2 separate regions of the Hordeum vulgare genome follow, and region 1 is linked to region 2. A link is a contact called in public Hi-C data. All regions are on one chromosome and are shown on one strand. Each heading gives the region's core, a stretch centred on a gene start, on an enhancer-like site or on the middle of the called end of the contact. The rest is flanking DNA. Distances are from core to core; before and after follow the strand shown.

Evidence for each region. A called contact is a pair of places that touch in the nucleus more often than the background predicts.
Region 1: a Hi-C map of seedling shows a contact between it and region 2, with 6 times the contacts expected there. The contact joins the promoter of LOC123439114 here to the enhancer-like site in region 2. A contact is called at or near these places in 1 of 6 Hi-C or Micro-C datasets (seedling) and 1 of 1 datasets of contacts at active chromatin or transcription factors (embryo).

The regions. Positions count from the first base shown.
Region 1 is chr1H:382,484,720-382,491,347 of MorexV3_pseudomolecules_assembly, forward strand. LOC123439114 (calcineurin B-like protein 1) reads right to left here and starts at 1,549. Exons shown (of 8, transcript XM_045115865.1): 1 at 1,186-1,549; 2 at 729-811. The coding sequence starts at 1,270.
Region 2 is chr1H:382,245,614-382,252,710 of MorexV3_pseudomolecules_assembly, forward strand. It overlaps LOC123439104 (putative casein kinase II subunit beta-4), which reads right to left. Exons shown (of 5, transcript XM_045115855.1): 3 at 6,577-6,686; 4 at 6,328-6,493; 5 at 5,610-5,972. The coding sequence ends at 5,839. LOC123439094 (phosphatidylinositol 4-phosphate 5-kinase 4) reads right to left here and starts at 1,574. Exons shown (of 3, transcript XM_045115843.1): 1 at 387-1,574. The coding sequence starts at 1,363. Within about 2 kb of position 4,553, at least 2 of the 3 cell types and tissues checked have open chromatin away from gene starts, as enhancers often do. A contact at or near this core is called in seedling, where this site is marked.

The DNA.
Region 1 (6,628 bases), core at 299-2,798, 240 kb after region 2:
ATGAAATGAGCCTTGAAGTTTAGCTAGACTACGATAACATGAGATGCAAGATAACGACTAAAACCTTGAGCTACATGATGTTCATATAACTTGCAATAATATCTGATGCAGGACACATTGTGAGTTTGTGACACGGTTATCTTAGGAACAAGTTCTTCATGAGAAAATGTGTTGACTTGTAGTCTGCATGGGAAAGATAATAATAATGAGCCAAAAGGCATTTATGTGCTTTAATTTTTATTCTATGTTTTGCACAGGCCACAAGAATGGAAATTTTTGCATGAAACTCAAAATCTACCTAATACTGACCTAAGTGTGTGAAACTTTTTTTTTGGAAGAGATAAAATACTTATTTAGAGCCGGGAGCATGTACTCCCGAGCTCTACTAGGCTTCACCGTGTCATAGTTATTTATGAAACGGGCTCATTGGGTTGTACAACAAGAATAAATGTTTGGCGACATATACAACAAGAATCCATTTTCACTTAGTATGTTGAGAGATAGTAGAACTATTGATGGCTAAATGTAATCACGGAAAAAGGGTATTTCCGCATAAATTAATCAGTTGTAAGAGGGTCGGAACAAGCGGAATGTAATTTCAGCATAGCAATGTTCGATTTCGTCTGAATGGTACAGACAAAAGTATGCAAAAATAGGTCTCAGGTGCTTATTTGATGTTTGTATATGTCGACCTGATAAGGGATCACACGTTCATAAGAAATCGGTACCTTATTGATCAAACCATCATCGATCACTGATCCACTAATGCTCTTGAACAGCTCAAACAACGCCTCGACTTCGCTGACGCTGACTACATGAACAGAACAACAAGTGCACGGAGTCAGGCAAACATCGAATCAAAATTCACAAGGAAGGGGGTGGGTCAATAGCAGATGGCCGATGAATATCACAGCAAGTAAAACATAAGTTAAGCATATCTACTGGTCAGATTATTCGAATTGCCTCGACTGGCTACAGGATCCATGGCAACCTACACGGCCGGCTGCAGAAGACAAGTCCCATTCCAAATCCTAATCCCAATTCCCAAGTACGCGAGGGCTAGAACGCCTAGCAAGAAGCAGAAGCTGGATCCATTTACCCTTTTCCGAGAAATGAAGCGGAAGCTGGATTCACGGAATGGGTTGCGTAGAAAAGGGGAAAAGTGATGCGAGCAAGCGAGCTCACAGGCGGTCTGGGAGGCGAGTTGTACGGGGTCCTCGTAGCCAGCAGGGTGCTGCCTCCGCTTCGGCGTGGACTGGATGCACCCCATGGCCTAGCTCGCCGCGGCCGGAGAAGAGCACCTAACGCCGCCGCGACCAATCACGCATCACCGCCGCCTCCACCCACTGCATAGAAGTGTGGGGCCGCAGCGCCAGCAGGTGAGGCAGCGGATCCGGGCGGATTCCGGCGGTCAGGGGAGGCGTGCGGGCGTGCGGGCGTGCGGCGGTCTGGTTTTGGCTGGTGGGATATGGAGATGGAGTCGCGGAATCTCTGCAGCGGAACAACCAACAGCGAGAGCTGGTGGTAGTAGTCGCATTCCGGCTCGGGGGCTGGGAGCAGGCCCCTCCCTTTACGCACGTGACGGTCGGTCGAAATCCACCGGGACTGGGAGCGCGTCTGCTTCGAATCAGAGACCGCCCCGAAAGTCCGAGCCTGACCCGAGTCGTGTGGTGTGGGCGCATGAAAGATGACGCGTGCCCACATCGTGGTCGCTTGGAACGCATGCCACTTGTCGTTCCTTGGTCCCGCCGATATTGCTTTCTGTCACAGTACAATGAAAACGGAAGAAAACGAACAAATTATTTTCAAGTATATATGCATCTGAAAGGGATAGAAGAAAATGTGTCTATTCGGAGGCATGCGATCAAAGCAAGTACCTTTTGACAATAAAGAGAACATACATGATTGTTTGCGGTTGGACACACCTTTAGTAATGACGTCCGTTAATTAGCATGTGGTAATTGATAATAGTCACGTGCTAATTAATTTCAACACTCCCTCTTATACGAGGCCAATTTTTTGCATGATGCATCATTGAAGGCTTCTTATATATTCATCTCTTGTCTTGAAAAATCCTTAATCTTGACATTCTCTTTCAAAATCATGTGACAAAAATATGATAAGAGTAGTATAGATATGTCGCTAAAACCCTTTTAAACCAGTGGAAAAATTAATTAGAAAGAAATATCATCATACGATAATTATTGTATCCTTGAAACTCATGTGAGAAAAATATTTGAAGAAGGAGAAAACTCATTGGCGAATTTATAAGACAATAAATATGATTTATCACTTTTATTTTGAATGCCCATGAGGAGAATTGAAAGTATAGCATGCATCACCTTATTAGAAACATTTTATGAGGGACTTCGATAGAAAACTCATAAGGAAAGAGAATGTGTGTGATGTGCCATTAAAAACTCCTTTAAAACAAAGTGAAAGGGATATAAGAAGAAAATGATATGGCATATGATGGTAATTATTTATTTGATAACTTATATAAGAAAATATCGAAATGATAAAACTCATTGGTAAGTTCAGAGGATAATTAATATGCCTTGTATACATTTGCTAAAAATCTAATGGAAAAGAGGAGGTGTGGCATATATTCTTGTGTTGATATTATCTCATTAAAATCTTGATGAGATCCTGAAGAGTAAACTCACAAAGGAAAAAGGAGTGTAGGTAATATAATGTGTGAATATATTACAATTCAAGAAGAGACTCCCCTGATTCTTATAAATGTCTAAGTCACTGCATAACAATTCTATGAACATGTTTCAATAGTGTTGAAGTTGATAGAGACTTCATGAACAAATCAACAAGATTGTCGCATGATATACCTTTGCAAGGTGGGGGGTATGGTGATATTACTTATTAACACTACTTCAGGAAGGCCTAAGATCACATATGGCTCTCCACCCAAACCGAGTCGTTGGTGTACACCACCTAGAGGTCCATCAACCTCACATGGGTGTCCACTACGGGACTCAAGGTGAACTGCCGCTCGTCGTCATCATCAGACATTGGGAGCGCCACTAGAGCCCCTAGATATCCTCTGCGTATGTGTTATCATGGGTGTGCTTATTGTGTCGTGGGGGCGCGATAGGAAGGTTAAAGAGATTAAGACAAATGGCTATGGAAATAAAAGAGTGGGGGACGGACATCTGATACTTGTGATCTGTGTTGGGTTTTTCCCCGAAGAGGAGGGGATATATGATGCAGCACAGTATAGATAAGTATTTCCCTCAGTGAGAACCAAGGTTATCAAACCAATAGGAGGATCACACAACTTCCCGTCTTCAGCATCTACACACAAAAGAGCACACACTCGCATCCAAAGGAGGCAAGAGGTTGTTAGTTGCGGATGCTTGCGATAGGGGGTAATCATAAGTAGGTTGTTAGTTCAAGTAAGAACAACACCTTAGCACCTGTCCACCCACATATCAAATTATCAAAGTAGCAAATGCGAATCAACTCAATATGATGAACATGACTAGACAGGAATTCCCATATGTCCTCGGGAGCACTTACTTTATATAAGAGTACTTTCAGGCATGTTCGTTGCTATAAAAAGGATTGGGCTACCTTGATGCACATTTTCTACTATTGTTACTTGTCACTTGTTACGGATTATCTTGCCACAAAACTATCTATCACCGTTACTTACAACACTTGCAGGAATACCTTGCTGAAAGTTGCTTATCATTTGCTTCTGCTCCTCGTTGGGTTCGACACTCTTACTTTTTAAAGGACTATGATTGATCCCCTATACTCGTGGGTCATCGACAAGGTTGTGAGAATCAAGACTCAAGTCTTAGAATCTTACGACCTTACGATCCAAACTAGCCCCTCCGATTGTATGATTTTGCTCATAGAATCTAAGTTTCTATGATCAAGGTTGTGAGAATCGCGACTCAAGTCTTAGAATCTTACGACCTTACGATCCAAACTAGCCCCTCAGATTGTATGATTTTGCTCATAGAATCTAAGTTTTTACGACCCTAGTAGTTATGATTCTAAGATTCACGATCCTACCAACAGAGTTTTGTTCCAATTCAGAATCTCAATTCTGACAACTTTGGTCATCAAGACTCTTTTCTGGTGCCGTTGTCGGGGAGTGAAGCGTCTTTGGTAAGTGGAAGTTGGTAAGGAAACATTTTCGGTACGTGTTGAAATTTAATGTTGCTTATCACTATGAACGGTCACCCTTTGAGTGGCTTGTTCGGGGCATCTTCGTCTCGAACGGAAGTTGAGAAAGTTGTTCCTCAACCCGATGAACCTACTAAAAATATTTATTATGAGATTCCTTCGCTTCTGTTAGAGAAATTGCTGGCTAATCCTTATAACGGTTCAACTCATCCTGATTACCATTTGATATATGTCGATGAGATTTGTGGATTGTTTAAGATTTCAGGTCTACCCGGAAACAAAGTTAAGAAGAAAGTTTTCCCTTTATCTTTGGAGGGAAAAGCACTAATGTGGTATAGGCTATCGAATGATATTGGATCATGGGATTGGAATCGCTTGAAGCTGGAATTTCATCAGAAGGTTTACCCTATGCATCTAATTCATCATGATCGAAATTTTATTTATAATTGTTGGCCTCGTGAAGGAGAAAGCATCGCTCAAGCTTGGGGCGTCTTAAATCCATGATGCACACTTGCCCAAACCATGAGCTCTCAAAGGAATTGATTATACAAAAAATTTACGCTCGACTTTCTCATGATGATCAAACATTACTCGATGCATGTGTTGTCGGTTACTATATGAAGGAGACTATTGAATTTAGAAGGGATCTTCTAGAAAAGATTAAACGCAACCCTGAAGAGTGGGAACTCGATGAAGGTAAAGAGTTAGGCAGAATGCTTAATTTTGATTGTGTTAGATCTTTCATGGAAACTTCTCCTTTTCATGAGTTTAGCAATAAATATGGCCTTGACTCTGAGATAGTAGCTACTTTTTGTGAATCTTTTGCTACCTATGTTGACCTTACCAAGGAAAAGTGGTTTAAATATCATCCTCCATTGAAAAATTACCTCAGGAACCTATTAAAATTTAGAAGGAAGAAATAATTGTTAACCATGTTGATCCAATTGTTCCTATTGCTTACATTGAGAAACCTGCTTTCCCTTTAGGATTAGAGAACATGTTAAGGCTACAACAGTGGTTAATAAGAGTTATGTTAGAACACCTACACCTTCTGAACAAATAAATGTTGAGCCTAATGTTGCTATAGTTAAAGATCTCCTAGTTGATAATATTGACGGGAGGTTATTTATCTCTGCGATGAAGCTGTTAGAATTGTAGAACCTGTTAGAAAACAAACAAGATGAACTAGATAAAAATAAACTAGTGGTAGGCACACATGTTATCTCAGTTAAAATTGGAGATCATTGCTATCATTGGCTATGTGATATTGGTGCTAGTATTAGTGTTATACCTTATACATTATATCAAGAAATTATGTATGATATAGCACCCTCGGAAATTAAAGATATTGATGCCACTATTAAGCTTGCAAACCGTGTTACTATTTCACCACTAGGGATTTTTAGAGATGTTGAAGTCTTGTACTGAAAAGTCAAGTACCCCACTAATTTCCTAGTACTTGGTTCGGAACAAGATAACTTTTGTCCCATCATATTCGTTAGACCTTTATTGAATATTGTTAACGCTGAAATTAACTGTGCTACCGAGAAGGTCAAAGTGAGCTTTGGTGACATAACTCATGAGTTTTATTTCTCTAAGTTTAGAAAACAACACATGAAAAAGAATTGCCTAGTAAGGATGAACTAATTGGTCTTGCTTCTGTTGTTGTACCTCCTACAGATCCACTAGAACAATATTTGCTAGACCATGAGAATGATATGCATTTGAATGAAAGGAATGAAATAGATAGGATACTCCTTGATCAACAACCTATCCTTAAGCACAACTTACCAGATGAAATTTTAGGCGATCCTCCTCCACCAAGGGAGATCCTGTATTTGAGCTTAAGGCTTTACCTGATACTTTGAAATATGCTTATATTGATGATAAGAAGATTTATCATGTTACTATTAGTGCTAACCTTTCAGAACATCACTACTGCAGGATGGTCCAAACATGACATTACAATTAGAGACCCTTCGAAAAAACTGTGTGTCATGCATTAATCGCAAAACGATGATGTAATAAAATCATAAAAAAGATACAAAACATTTGCGATGGCGGAGACGTCAAACACGATTCAGATTGTAGTTGCGTGTGCGATGTGTGTCATACAGTTCACTCGAATGAACTGTTTTCAATGAGCATAACGGCAGAAACGGTCAGATAGATGAAGGTGTGTGCCATATACAACATACAGTTCACTCGGATGAATTGTTTTGATTTGGCAGCACAACAGAACCAGTCAACCAGATCAAGGTATGTGTGATGTATGGCATATACCTCACTCGGATGAACTATTTGCAATTAGACAACACAACAGAAACGGTTCAACTTAAGAAGATCTGTGTGATACGCGACAAACATGTTAGTAATAAGAAGTGTGGGGGAAGAATGATGAAAACACACGATTCCTGTTAACAAGTCGCGTGTGTTGTGAGAAAACGATTGTGGGTATACAATTGTGAGCGATTGA
Region 2 (7,097 bases), core at 3,303-5,802:
TTGAGACCGAGGGAGTACACTAATTGTGCAGTTATCAACTTGACTACAATCCCTAGGTTATATCATGATATGGCCAATTAAACATGAGCTTGGCTTAGGTTAGACACGGAAACTCCACAAAAAATGTGAAAATGTTTAGCAATCAATGAGGCAAAACATGGAAGACGGAAAGTATCGACGCAAGCTCTACAATTTCCTTAGTCATCATATGTCATAGCTAACACAATCTCACGTTTGGCCGGATCTTCAACATTAACACGCTAATACTATGCACCGGTTATGTCTACATGAAAAAGGGTCATGGCTAGCATGTAACTAGCTGCACAGTTTAACTCGATTTCACAACTACGGGCAAACCTCTGGACAAATACAAACGCAATTCAAACCTGAAATGGTAGTGGCCTAGCCCGTGTTTGACACCTCTCTTGAACTCCCCGATGTAGCGGCTGCCATCCTCGCAGGTGTGCACGCCGTACCCGTGGCTCTGTCCGTTGGACCATTCCCCCGAGTAGACATCCCCGGTGTAGAACCTGTACACGCCGTGGCCGTGCCTGAGCCCCTGCCGGTACTGGCCCCTGTATCGGCTCCCCCTGGCCCAGGTCTCGACCCCGTAGCCGTCGTACTTGCCGTCGATCCAGTCCCCCTCGTACCTGCCGCTCATGTAGTAGTAGTAGACGCCACTGCCGGTGCAGCGGCCACGGTTGAACTGGCCCTCGTAGACATCACCGTTGCTGTACACCTGGACGAAATGGCCGGTGGTGGGGGCAGACGCGGAGGCGGACGGGGAGGAGCCGATGGACCAGAGGATCGGGGATCGGCGAGGGCGGCGGAGCGGGAGGTGGAAGGGGAGCGGGAACGGGAGGCGGGGGAGGGAGAGGCAGAGGAGCAGGAGCAGCGCGCAGGAGAAGGCCGCGGCGGAGAGGAAGTCGGCGAGGAGGGAGCGCGGGAGGATGGCGGGCGACGGGGAGAGGAAGTAGAGGGTCGGGAGGGAGAGGAGCAGCAGGATCCGGAGGCGGAGGTGGAGGCAGCGCAGCAGATGCCTCGCGGCGGCGGCGGCGGCGGCGGCCGCAGCCGGGGCGGGCGGCACGGAGGATGCGGCGAGCTTGCGGCGGCGCGGCGGGGTGAAGGGCGAGGGCAGCGGCGAGGGCCTGGTCGGGGTGGCGGAGGAGGAGGAGTTCATGGAGACGGGGCGCTTGTGCGGGGTGGAGGGGAGCGCATGGTGCGGGCTCGACGGGATGTGGATGCGGAGGGAGGAGGGGTGTGGGGGAGGCGGGTGGTTGGGATCGGATGGCGGCGGCGGCTCCGGCCCCGCGGCCGCGTCCGGCGCGGCGGCGGCGGCGACGGGGAGGTGGTGGTGGTGCATCTAGTTGGGATTGGGGCCGGATTTGGGATTGGGATTGGGATTGGGGGAGGTGGTGGCCGGAGGAGGAGGTGTCGACATGGGCGGGGCGGGGAGGGGAGGGAGGCTGCCGTCTTCTCTACGCTTTTCTCCTCGCTTTTCAGCACCAGTTTTTTCGGGTCTTTTCTCTCCTGCTCCCTGTCTTCTCGCTGGGTTTCTTCTCCTCCTTCCTCCCTTCCTTCTTCCCCATGCAACGGGTGATTAGTGTAATTAATGCAAACGAGTTCAGTGTAGTAATAATTAAGGGCCTCTTTGATTCAATGGAATCCTAAACGAAAATTTGAGGGCATCTAGTATTATTCTCAGATATTTTTTTTACTTACATCAATTGTTTGATTTGCAGGATTTTCCTTACGATCCATTTGTACCGCCTATATCATAGACAAAAAAAATCATCCACTCTCACATCGTGTGAAGAATCCAATGATTTTCCTACGCACAATCAAACGTCCATACTAATCATACAATATTAAAGATGGGATGCAACTTCATTGTCATGTTTTTCTACATTCCTGCGGTTTACAAATCATGTGAATCAAAGATGCCCTAACATTCAACTGGATCAACCAGATCCTAACCACTAATTAACAGTTTTCTTTTCTTATGCTGGGAATGGCCCCCTTGAATGGGTTCAAAGGAATCTCAAATTACGGCTGTTTTTCCATATTTTATGTTTCTATGTTTGGTTTTCTAATTTGTGGGCTTTGCAATTTGTGGAAATATTCTTCATACAAAGGGGAAAAAATCTATCTATGATAACATCATAAATGATTCCTATATTTGTCCTTCAAGTAATTAAATGTAATTTGGGTCATGTTTTTCAACCTGGGATGAAATTGTTCGCTCGTCCTTCGTCCAACATGACATATGCCCCACCACTTATTTATTTACCAAATAATTTTACATTTTCTTCGATAAGCCAATAAATGATTATCAAACAAGGGTTTACTACCAAATAAAGTTATATCAATCTAAAAAACTACTTCCTCCGTCCTACACCCTTCATGTCAAAATAAGTGTCACAATTTTATATTAGCTCTAGTACAGAATTGTACTAAGCTTAGGAAACTTATTTTGAAAAAAACGCTTTTATATTATGTGACGGAGGAGGGAGTATATTTTACACACTGTTAAATTAATATGTGCAGTTAATTCACAGGCTAACCTAGCAAAATATTTATTCTCCAGTTGCTAGGCACAAGTAATTATCTGGTTTAAATACTTGTTAGGCAGTGATAGTCTTGCCAGAACCCCTTTTTGCTGATGTATGCAGAGTTTGTCCTTTGTTTACGATCCCAATCAAATTGCAATTATTGAGAATACAAAATGAAGCCGAACAGTGCTAGTTACATTGGAAGTAACGTCCTTTAAAAACATGGGTACAATGCTCACGTCGTAGGTGTGAAGTTTCTTATGCACGAATGTCGTAGAAGACAAAAGATGCTAAATAATACTCCAGCCGTCCACAAATATAAGATGTTCTAACTTTTTTTATGAATTACTACCTTCGTTTTTAAATACTTTCTTTGTCTCAAAATAAGTGTCATCGATCTGGTATAAAATTTATATACTAACTTAATACAGATGTTACGACACTTATTTGAAAACGAAAGGAGTACAAGTCTTTTTAGAGATTTCAGTAAAAACTATATACAGATGTATACAAACATACTTTATAATATAAATCACTTATTTTGCTTTGTATGTAGTTTATAATAAAATATCTAAAAAGGCATATATTTAGAAATGAAAGGAGTAGATGCATATAAACATTTTTTTAATGTGTTTGTTCAGTATTTTTAGTCCGTGCGTAGTTTATATTGAAATATTCATAACATCATATATTTGTGAACGAAGACGGTACTGGAACATTTTTCTCACCAACAAAAGAAAAAACTAAGAAACACTTCAGACACACGGGTTAGCAGATCACAGCGACTTAGCGTGGGATGCATGCATTTAGCTAGCAGACTCACACTTTTACTCGCGATGTACTACTTGGTTAGGTTTTGCAGGTCTGTTTGCCTGCACATGGAACCCAAGGATGAAAAGTGGTAGGCGGATAGGGCCAGCACGTTGGACGGTTGGAGGTCTCCCATTTCCGTGTGCCTTCGCCTTGCCTGGATCTGGCTTTGTCATGTGTGCGTGCAAGGAAAACAAGGGGAATGGATGGGGCTCTATTCAGCAGGCCACGATTAGAATTTCCCCTGCAAAAGCAAGCCCTCGGCCATTTTGGTCCGTCAATTTATTACTCTATCCGTTCTACACAGCGCGTATAATTTCTTCTGAAAGCCAAACTTCAAGTTTCTACATTTGCAATATCCAAACATATGCATTTGGTATTCTGTTTGCAGATATTTGTTTCTACAAACTTGATCAAAGCTTGCACGCTTTAATACCTCTGCGCGCTTGGTCCTCGTGGTGTGCTCTAGTACTAGTACGTGGCTGAGCCAAAGTGGCTGCAGTTACGAGCTCAGGACAAGATCGTTTCTAAGTTTAGAGGCACAGCACACGTGGCCACGTACGGTGCTTCAGGTCACAGTGGACGGCAGCATGCGGCGAGTGAGGTTACGAGCACCACTCCTAAGTTTAGGCGCGGAGTAGACATGGTTTTGGTGGCTGGAGTTACGAGCTTCCTAAGTTTAGCACTGACACTGGCACACACACTTGCGATGCCCCGAAGAGGCTATTTTTACTGGGTGTGAAGACAGTGTTCGTTTCTAAGTTTAGCAGCGCGCAGTACCACGCGGCTGCGGTGGTCCAAGTGCCGCGACGAGGTCGCCGTTCCTAAGTTTAGTGGTGCAGTGACTGGAGCTGCGAGCTCAAGAGAAGACCGTTTCTAAGTTTAGTTTGTATGGTCCGTGCACTCAGTGGCGGGTCTATTATTGCTCTTGTTCATGAGTTGAGTTCAAGGCAGAGTCGTGTGTTTGGAATATTCCATACGATGATTCAGGGTGGACATGTGAGTTGATAATACAGTGGCAGTAGTATAATGAGAATGATAATTTGTTGAGAATTGAGGCGTCACCGGGTCAAAAGAGGACACGTTCGTCGTGGCGCGGTTGATGTTGATGAGCAGGCTACATCGCCATGCTTATCCACATCCGTGGGTGGCATGACGGATGGATAATATCCTACGTGTGCCACAGGGTTATTTTAATGCAAGGTGTCCAGGCATCATAAATCAGAATAGACAATTGCTCCTGCATGGGTTTTAGTATGACAGTGATACCGTGTGTTTGCTTCGACTAATCATGGAGAAAATGGGCCAACTTGTTTGCTCATCACACCATCTTGATCCAACATCAAGCACGGCTCTGCCCTATTTTTAATGTTCTTCTTGCTTCTATTTGCAGGGGAAACCAGTGTTTTTCTGCGCATTAAAAAAACTACTGAGGAAATTACTCTACTTACTCCGTTCCTAAATGTTTGTTTTTAAAAAAAATTAACTACGGATTATATACGAAACAAAATGAATGAACTTAGACTCTAAATTACTCCCTTCATCCGATGAAAATGTGCATATAGACATTTTAGAACAAATTATAAAGTGAAGTAAAAGATGCATTGAAAAGATGCAACACCATCTCTCTCCTCTTTAATTACCCAACCCCAATGAGCTAAGTATATGTAAAAATTAATAAGATTATGTGTAGAATGTCATTAGTCTTGATTACTGTATGATGAGAGAGAAACATTTTTTTATTTTAAAGTGCATTGGAAAGATAAAAGTATACTCTTTTGTGGATAAATTTTAAAGCCAAACGTACATTTTTCATCAGACAGAGGGAGTATATCTATACATCCGTATGTAGTCCATAGTAAAATCTTTAGAAAGGCAAATATTTAGGAACGAAGGGAGTACTACATAGTTTATGTATACCTTTCCAACAATAAACTCACAGAACATACTAACAGGAAAACCAAGAACTTGCACGAATACACGAAGATGTAAGTGCCTTGCTAGACGAGAACATAGAGAATGCAAAGTTCTCGAAAGTAATCACACAATAACGTAAGAAACTACTCTCTTCATCCACAAATATAAGGTGTTATAACTTTTTGTTTCTAAATCAGGTGTACATAAAGACGTTTTAGTGCGTTTATTCACTCATTTTAGTCTGTGTGTACTCCATACTGAAATATTCAAAACATCTTATATTTGTGAATGGAGGGAGTTAACTTGCTAGGTTGACCTAGACGCATCAGATTCAGACACAGAAAAACTCCTGCTAACATGCAAATGTGCATAGCTTGATCAAGTGAAGAAACCTAGATTACACAGCAGTCATACAACAAAACAGATACAGTTGCTCAGCAGTTTACAGCAAGATTCAAGCTCGCGAGTACTCGAATCAAGAGGCCACAACATTTTGAGGCCATGGTGTTCCATCTCTAACACTAGGTAAAAACAAATTGCGCCCGCTGGTAAAAGTTTGTCACGATTGCTTGTGAAGTTTGAAGCCAAAAACCCTTGGAACGTATTGCTGTGATGGCTTCTGTGGCTTCAGGTGTGGATATGTCATCAAGAAGAGATGAGGGAACGTCGTACCAAAGTATGCTCCATCAATGTCTTGGCTGAGTAAAGGATGTAACAGCGGTAGAAGGTTTGTTTCTAGTATAACTGTAACCACCAAACACATGTATGAATATGCAACACAAACTGCCAAAAGGTCCAAAATGCAGGATGAAGGAAAGTCGAATCATGTTTAGTGCGGACCACAAATTACTACCTAAACCTTTTTCTATACAGTTATATCACAGTGCTAAATTTCCACAAAACCGCATCAGAAATTACATAAGCAATCATAATATGAGAAGAGCATGTTTCATGGGTCACACAAGTTAATACTCTTACGATGGATGGATATATTATATTAGTATATTATTACTAATAATTTTAGCAGAGTGAAAAATCAAAAGGATACTGCCTTGGTACTTGGACCTTGGATAGTGTAAGTCTTCACATTTTGGACAAAACACCTTCACTGTGCTTGACCTAGGAATGTCTGATTGCCCTGCTGGAAGACAGGGCTGGCCACAGCAGTATACTCGAGGGCATCTGCCAAAATCATAATTCTTGAACTTTTCTAACTGCAACAAATAAAAATGTAGTAATTCAGTACTCTGGCAAGAAAGAATTATATCTTGACGCATAAGATGAAAACATATATTACCATTGCAGCTAGACCCTTGCTAGTTAAGATGTACCGTGCATGGATTAAACCATACAGCATCTCTGCAGATGACTCAATTAATTCATTTTGCTCCTCAGTGAATACATCACCTGTACAAAAATGGCCCCACTTAGATGAATTCAACAGTACCTTCTGCGGATACTAGAGTGCGGAATGAATATACACAGTTGCTGGAATTTTGCTTCATTATGAAATGAAATTGATGAACATAAACAAAGATATTATTAAAAAAATAAGTAGACGATCTGAAAATGCAAATAATAGATGGTAAGATTCAGAAAAAAAAAACACTTTTAACCCTAAACTTGGAGAAAGTTCAGTTTTCAACCTGAACTCTAAAACCATTGGAAATGCTACGGCAAACTACTGAAATAGCCCGCTTATTTTTTGTACAGGTGATGGTTGTGACATGCCAATGGCGTGGATGTCACCACCAGAAACAAACACTAAAGAAAACAATTCCAAAAGAAACTATACCATCCGGGTTAAAAACTTTCACA